Linked DNA regions of Danio rerio: region 1 is linked to region 2. The links are chromatin contacts, called in public HiChIP or PLAC-seq maps. All regions are on one chromosome and are shown on one strand. The core of a region is the stretch at or near the end of the contact, and the rest is flanking DNA. Distances in the headings are between cores, read along the strand shown.

Region 1 (2,700 bases), core at 87-2,586, 120 kb before region 2:
TAGCTAAATTCAGCAACACAAAGTAGCTATATTCAGCAACACAAAGTAGCTAAATTCAGCAATACAAAGTAGCTATACTTTGTAGCACTGTATCCATTTTAGAAATACACACGATGATTTTCTGTTAAAAATCACTGCTCATTTGAATTAGATTATTTGAATTGGAGCTTACATTGCATGTAATTAGTAAGCAACTTCTGCTTAACAAATTTGAAACGCGTTTTTTTTCGACTAAATTGATTAAGAAAATGTATTATTGATGGGTGCAAACAGTAACAATTTATTAAACCCTCTATGCAAATGAGGTGTTCAGCTGACTAACCTGCATCCACAGTTTATCTAAACGCTTATCAAACTAATTGGCGACGTTCTGTCTTTCTGCCTGCGGTGGGCGAGCCTGCTGCTTGTTTTGCCACGAGATAATTGTACGCAAGAATCAACGAAGCTGCCCTAATGGCCACCAATTGGCTCTATTTGGACCTGCCCATGCGACCTGTCGGCACCACCAAGAGACGGGCTCGCTATTAATATGTAAAGTGACGTTTGATCGCTTGAAACGGCATACAAAGACAGTGTTTTCACAAGAAGAATGTGGTGACAACTCATTTAAAACTATTAGACGCGCAAGAACAATAGCCCCCAATTTAGAGACCATAAAATACTCCTCCCCAATTAATGCCTGAGGTGCTAGGAGTTGAGTTTGCTTGCATTAGGCACATATCTCATGTGACACTTCAGTGTTACAGGTTTTGTTGTTTTAAGCTAATGTTAATGGTCAGGGAACAGCTCGTAATCACAATATATATTTAAAACAAATGAATATTATGAATGCAATAGGCCAAATCGACATTCATTAATAGAATAGAGGCATTTTAATACATTTCTGCACAATTAAAAATTAAATATAATCCTGCAAGTCTATAATTATATTATTCACATCATTTAATGTCCTAAAAATAAATTTAAAAAATAGCATTAGGCTGCAACTTAGATTTTAGGCTTTTCTGTTAGCATTTGAGTAAAAAGACATCATTACACACCATCAACGTGAAGCTCTAAAAAGGGTAAAAAGATCTCAATAAATTGCTGCGCTGAATGATGAGTCTCTCAGCTCTCTGGATGTGGAGCAGTAGGCCGACAGTCGCCGTGGCATTTCGGAAAGCATGCTGTCCGAGCCAATGGCAGTCAGCGCGCTCTGCTATTGGTTCCCGGGGCGCTCACTGCCAGCTCGTGTCCCCGCCCATGTTCGTAAGATATGGAATCTACTGGCGCCAGTTCCGACAGTACACAGGCACAATTCATTAATGAGACTTCTCTCCGCTTCAGACAGACGCAGAGTTTTAGGGAGACTTTAACAATCGGGCTGTGGACAATTTAAACCAGTGGCGAATTACGAACGTCAACAGGCATCTTGAGGATTAACATTCTTTGCGCAGGACTAACACGGGAAAAATAAACGCAGGATTGGAGTGCTGAAATGCAACTTTGCGCCGTGAGTACTTCCCGGTAGTTATTTGAAATTGCGAGCAATTTAATTGAGCGATTTAATTGATTGACTACAAAAGTTAGCCTACTTATATTAACTGAGGCGTCGTCGTGTGAATTAAGATCTGTCTTGCACTGTGTTTAACGTCAACACTGAGATGCTTCTATCCGTTATTCTCTTACAGGTGTCCCTGGCCACCCTTGAATGCAAAGAAGCAGGACCTCTACACTCCTTCAAAAATAAAAGCATGCTCAGAAAGTAAACAGAGCATCGCCACCTGAAGCATTAAGCTAACGACAGATATTTTAATAATCTAACGGACTATAGTGGTGCTTTCGGGTCTGTAGTGTCAAGTAAACTTTTCCAAGCATTTTCTAAGCGCGGACACTTGAGATGGAGGTTGCGGCCGATCAGTCTCGATGGATGGCCCACCATCATGCGGTACTCAATGGCCAGCACCCAGAGTCACATCATCACGGGCTTACACACAATTACATGGAGCCCATGGCCCCTCTTCTACCCCCGGACGAGGTGGATGTGTTCTTGAATCACTTGGACTCGCAGGGGAACCCCTACTACTCCAACTCTCGGGCTAGAGTATCGTACGGACAAGCGCACGGTAGGATTCATTTTACGTCAATATATATCTTTTAAAGGCTACATAACATTTTTGGAGTACAGTTTTTAGTAACAATATAATTCTTGTGGATATTGTAAATTCTAGGACATATTTTAGTCACACTTTCATTATGAATTGAAATGTCTTATGAATTACAGGCCTACTGATGTTGATTTATTATCGAGTAGCCAAATGTGAACTTCTGTGTGAAGTGTTTGAAATAACATTTGTATTGTTATTGTTAAATTATTTATTATTTTTAGGCTATTTAAATGTGTGGTATATACAGTTCACTATAAATTGGTGGCCATTTTTGTGGTAAAAAATATTTAATTTTATATATATACTTTTTTGTTATGTTTAAAAGTTTAGTAAACAAACTTGACATTGTTGATACGGTTTATTCAATTTTTGGGGGGCGTTTACGATTCATTTTAGTGCAGCCATGTTGTGTCTTGTAAAATTTAGATTATTTGCGCTGTTAGCTTTTACGAACCGTATTGCGCGGCCTAATCACGGGACTGTCCTGTGGCTGAGACGCATGGATGCTTAACCACAGATATGCACATTTAATTATTTGTTATTGTTGTTGATG
Region 2 (2,700 bases), core at 128-2,627:
TAAGGTGATATAAACACCGGCAGCTAGCTCTCTGCAACTCTCACATGGTCGCCCACTGAAGCTAAGCAGGGCTGCGCCCGGTCAGTACCTGGATGGGGGACCACATGGGAAAGCTAGGTTGCTGCCGGAAGTGGTGTTAGTGAGGCCAGCAGGGGGCGCCCAACCTGCGGTCTGTGTGGGTCCTAATGCCCCAGTATAGTGACGGGGACGCTATACTGCTCAGTGAGCACCGTCTTTCGGATGAGACGTTAAACCGAGGTCCCGACTCTCTGTGGTCGTTAAAAATCCCAGGATGTCCTTTAAAAAGAGTAGGGGTTTAACCCCCGCATCCTGGCCAAATCTGCCCACTGGCCTCTGTCCATCATGGCCTCCAAACCATCCCCATATTCAATTGGCTTCATCACTGTCTCCTCTCCACCAATTAGCTGGTGTGCGGACTGGCGCAAAATGGCTGCCATCGCGTCATCCAGGTGGATGCTGCACACTGGTGGTGGATGAGGAGATTCCCCCCATTGTGTAAAGCGCTTTGAGTGCCCAGAAAAGCGCTATATAAATGTAAGGAATTATTAATATTATAAACACATCCAGACCTTTTTTATTTCAATTTAACAACATAAAAATGGTGGATCAATTGGAGCGGTTTTCGAATTGATTGACAGCTGTTGCATTAAACATGTCATGGTAGTCACGTGTATAATCATGTCAACAAGACCAGACGTGGGCAAAGCAACCGGAAATAAAAGATCTGTTCAGTTTGAAGGATCATCAGTCTTCATTAAATGTGATCAAGAGTAAGTTGATCACGCAAAAAGACACGTAGAAAAGGTAGGCGGGACGGACTCGCCTTAAAGGCGCAGTACGACAAAACCTCCTAGTGGAAAGATGTATGAAACAGGATCTAGTAAAAGGTATAATGAAAAATCTGATGGGTGTTTTGAGCTGAAACTTTACAGACACATTCTGGAGACGCAAAACACTTATATTAAATCTGAAAAAACGGGTAACCTAGGTGCCCTTTAAAGGTACAAAAGGGTACCCTAAAGCTACTAATGTCCACCTGTACCGTACAAAACTCTACCTTTCGAAAAAGGCACCACCCCAGTGACAGATTTGTTACCTTTAATTCTGCATGCTTGCATCACAGTAGAAACACAATGCGAGCGCATGTCATGTTCTGGCAGGCTATTTTTGTTTTACTGTACAGTACTTCAGAGTGGAAGAACGCAGCTGAACTCTGACCTGTGTGAGAGTCTGGTCGTGGCCTGGTGTGGGCGGAGGGCAGGCTGGCGCAGAGGCTCGTGTGCAGGGGTAGACGGGGCAATAAAGGAGTGGAGGGTTCATGGAGGGTTCCCAGGCAGAACAGTGTGGCTGGTGGAGGCAGTTTGTCTGCAGAAACACAGGCAGACTCCAGCAGAGATGCCTATCAGCGCTGCTACAGCCTGGTGGGGGCAGGGGACAAGAGGAAGGGTGAGAAAAAAAACAGGGGAGAGAAAGAGAGAGAGAAATTTGAAAAGAGTTTGTTTTTACTCATAAACCCATACAGTATTGCACGCACTGCATACAGTTGACGTCAGAATTATTCGCCCTCCTGTTTTTTTTTTCATTTTCAAATGTTTCCCAAATGATATTTAACAGATTCAGACATTTTTCACAGTATTTCCTATATTATTTTTTTCTTCTTCTTCAGGGGAAAGTCATTATTGATTTATTTTGGCTAGAATAAAAAAAGCTTTAAAAAAAAAAAACACCTTGAGGTCAATATTATTATATGTTTGTATAAACTTAAGGACTTTTATTTTATTTAACTTTTTGAACTTTCACTTTCAATTAACCTACAGTTTGACATATTTAAAATAAGACCAAGCTTAAATCTTTGCACCAAAGTGTTAAAGACTGGCAATCATTGAAGCTGAACGTAATTTTCATGTCTATATTCAAAATGCTGGCAACTATTAAAGGGTTAAGTTAGTAGTGTTAGTTAACAGCTTGTTAATACATTGAACTGTAACCTATACTAACTAATTACCAATACATTTGATTTGATATACTTGAAATGGCTGCTGTTTGCTATGGAATGGCCAGTGGATGTACTCTAGCATACAAAAAGATTTTATTATTGTGAGAAAACGACAGTATGTTTGACTATTAATGATATGATCAACAGTGCCGTCTTGTCTTTAGTGTAACTGCTCATATTATGAGCATACTTGAATGTCAGTGTTGTTGATATGATCTTAAGTTATGCTTATAAACGCTGCCTCTGGGCCAAGGCTGGTCGAATTCAGCACATGTTGACATACCAGTTATGGTAATCGTAGTCCGTTTTCTTGATCTTTTTGGTCAGGCGAGTCTGAAATCACCAGGGTCCGTGATCTGAACAGTTCCTACTTTAGAACTCCTTGCAAATGAGTGTTTTCCGAATGGCTTTAAAGTACTATCTTAACGGATCTTATTCAAGTGCAAGATGTTAGGCTTCACCAAATAACGCCAAAGATAAAATCTATCAACTTATCAGGCTATATAAAAGTCGAATGCTACAGAGCGTGATTAGGTTTTTTTTGTTTTTAATTGTGACTCTGTAAGTCTATTTGAATCCACATGTAGCATAAATTCGGGTTTATGGCCTTTGGTGAAACCACCCACAGCGAAGCAACAAGCCGTTCTTTATTCCAGTTTATTCCAGATGGCCCTAAAGCAAAT

The links. HiChIP or PLAC-seq counts read pairs in DNA pulled down with a chosen protein or histone mark.
Region 1: an H3K4me3 HiChIP or PLAC-seq map of gastrula embryo shows a contact between it and region 2, with 3 times the contacts expected there. The contact joins the promoter of gata2a here to the enhancer-like site in region 2. A contact is called at or near these places in 7 of 18 Hi-C or Micro-C datasets (caudal fin, embryo, hematopoietic stem cells and 2 more) and 3 of 4 datasets of contacts at active chromatin or transcription factors (caudal fin, embryo and gastrula embryo).

What each region holds. Positions count from the first base shown.
Region 1 is chr11:3,954,781-3,957,480 of GRCz12tu, reverse strand. It overlaps gata2a (GATA binding protein 2a), which reads left to right and starts at 1,336. Exons shown (of 6, transcript NM_131233.1): 1 at 1,336-1,492; 2 at 1,671-2,105. The coding sequence starts at 1,880. The region is part of intron 26 of pbrm1 (polybromo 1); the gene reads left to right.
Region 2 is chr11:3,829,933-3,832,632 of GRCz12tu, reverse strand. All of the region lies in intron 26 of pbrm1 (polybromo 1), which reads left to right. Among named protein-coding and RNA genes, the nearest start is that of itih3a.2, 90 kb to the right of the region's middle. Within about 2 kb of position 1,377, at least 3 of the 62 cell types and tissues checked have an H3K27ac peak or open chromatin away from gene starts, as enhancers often do.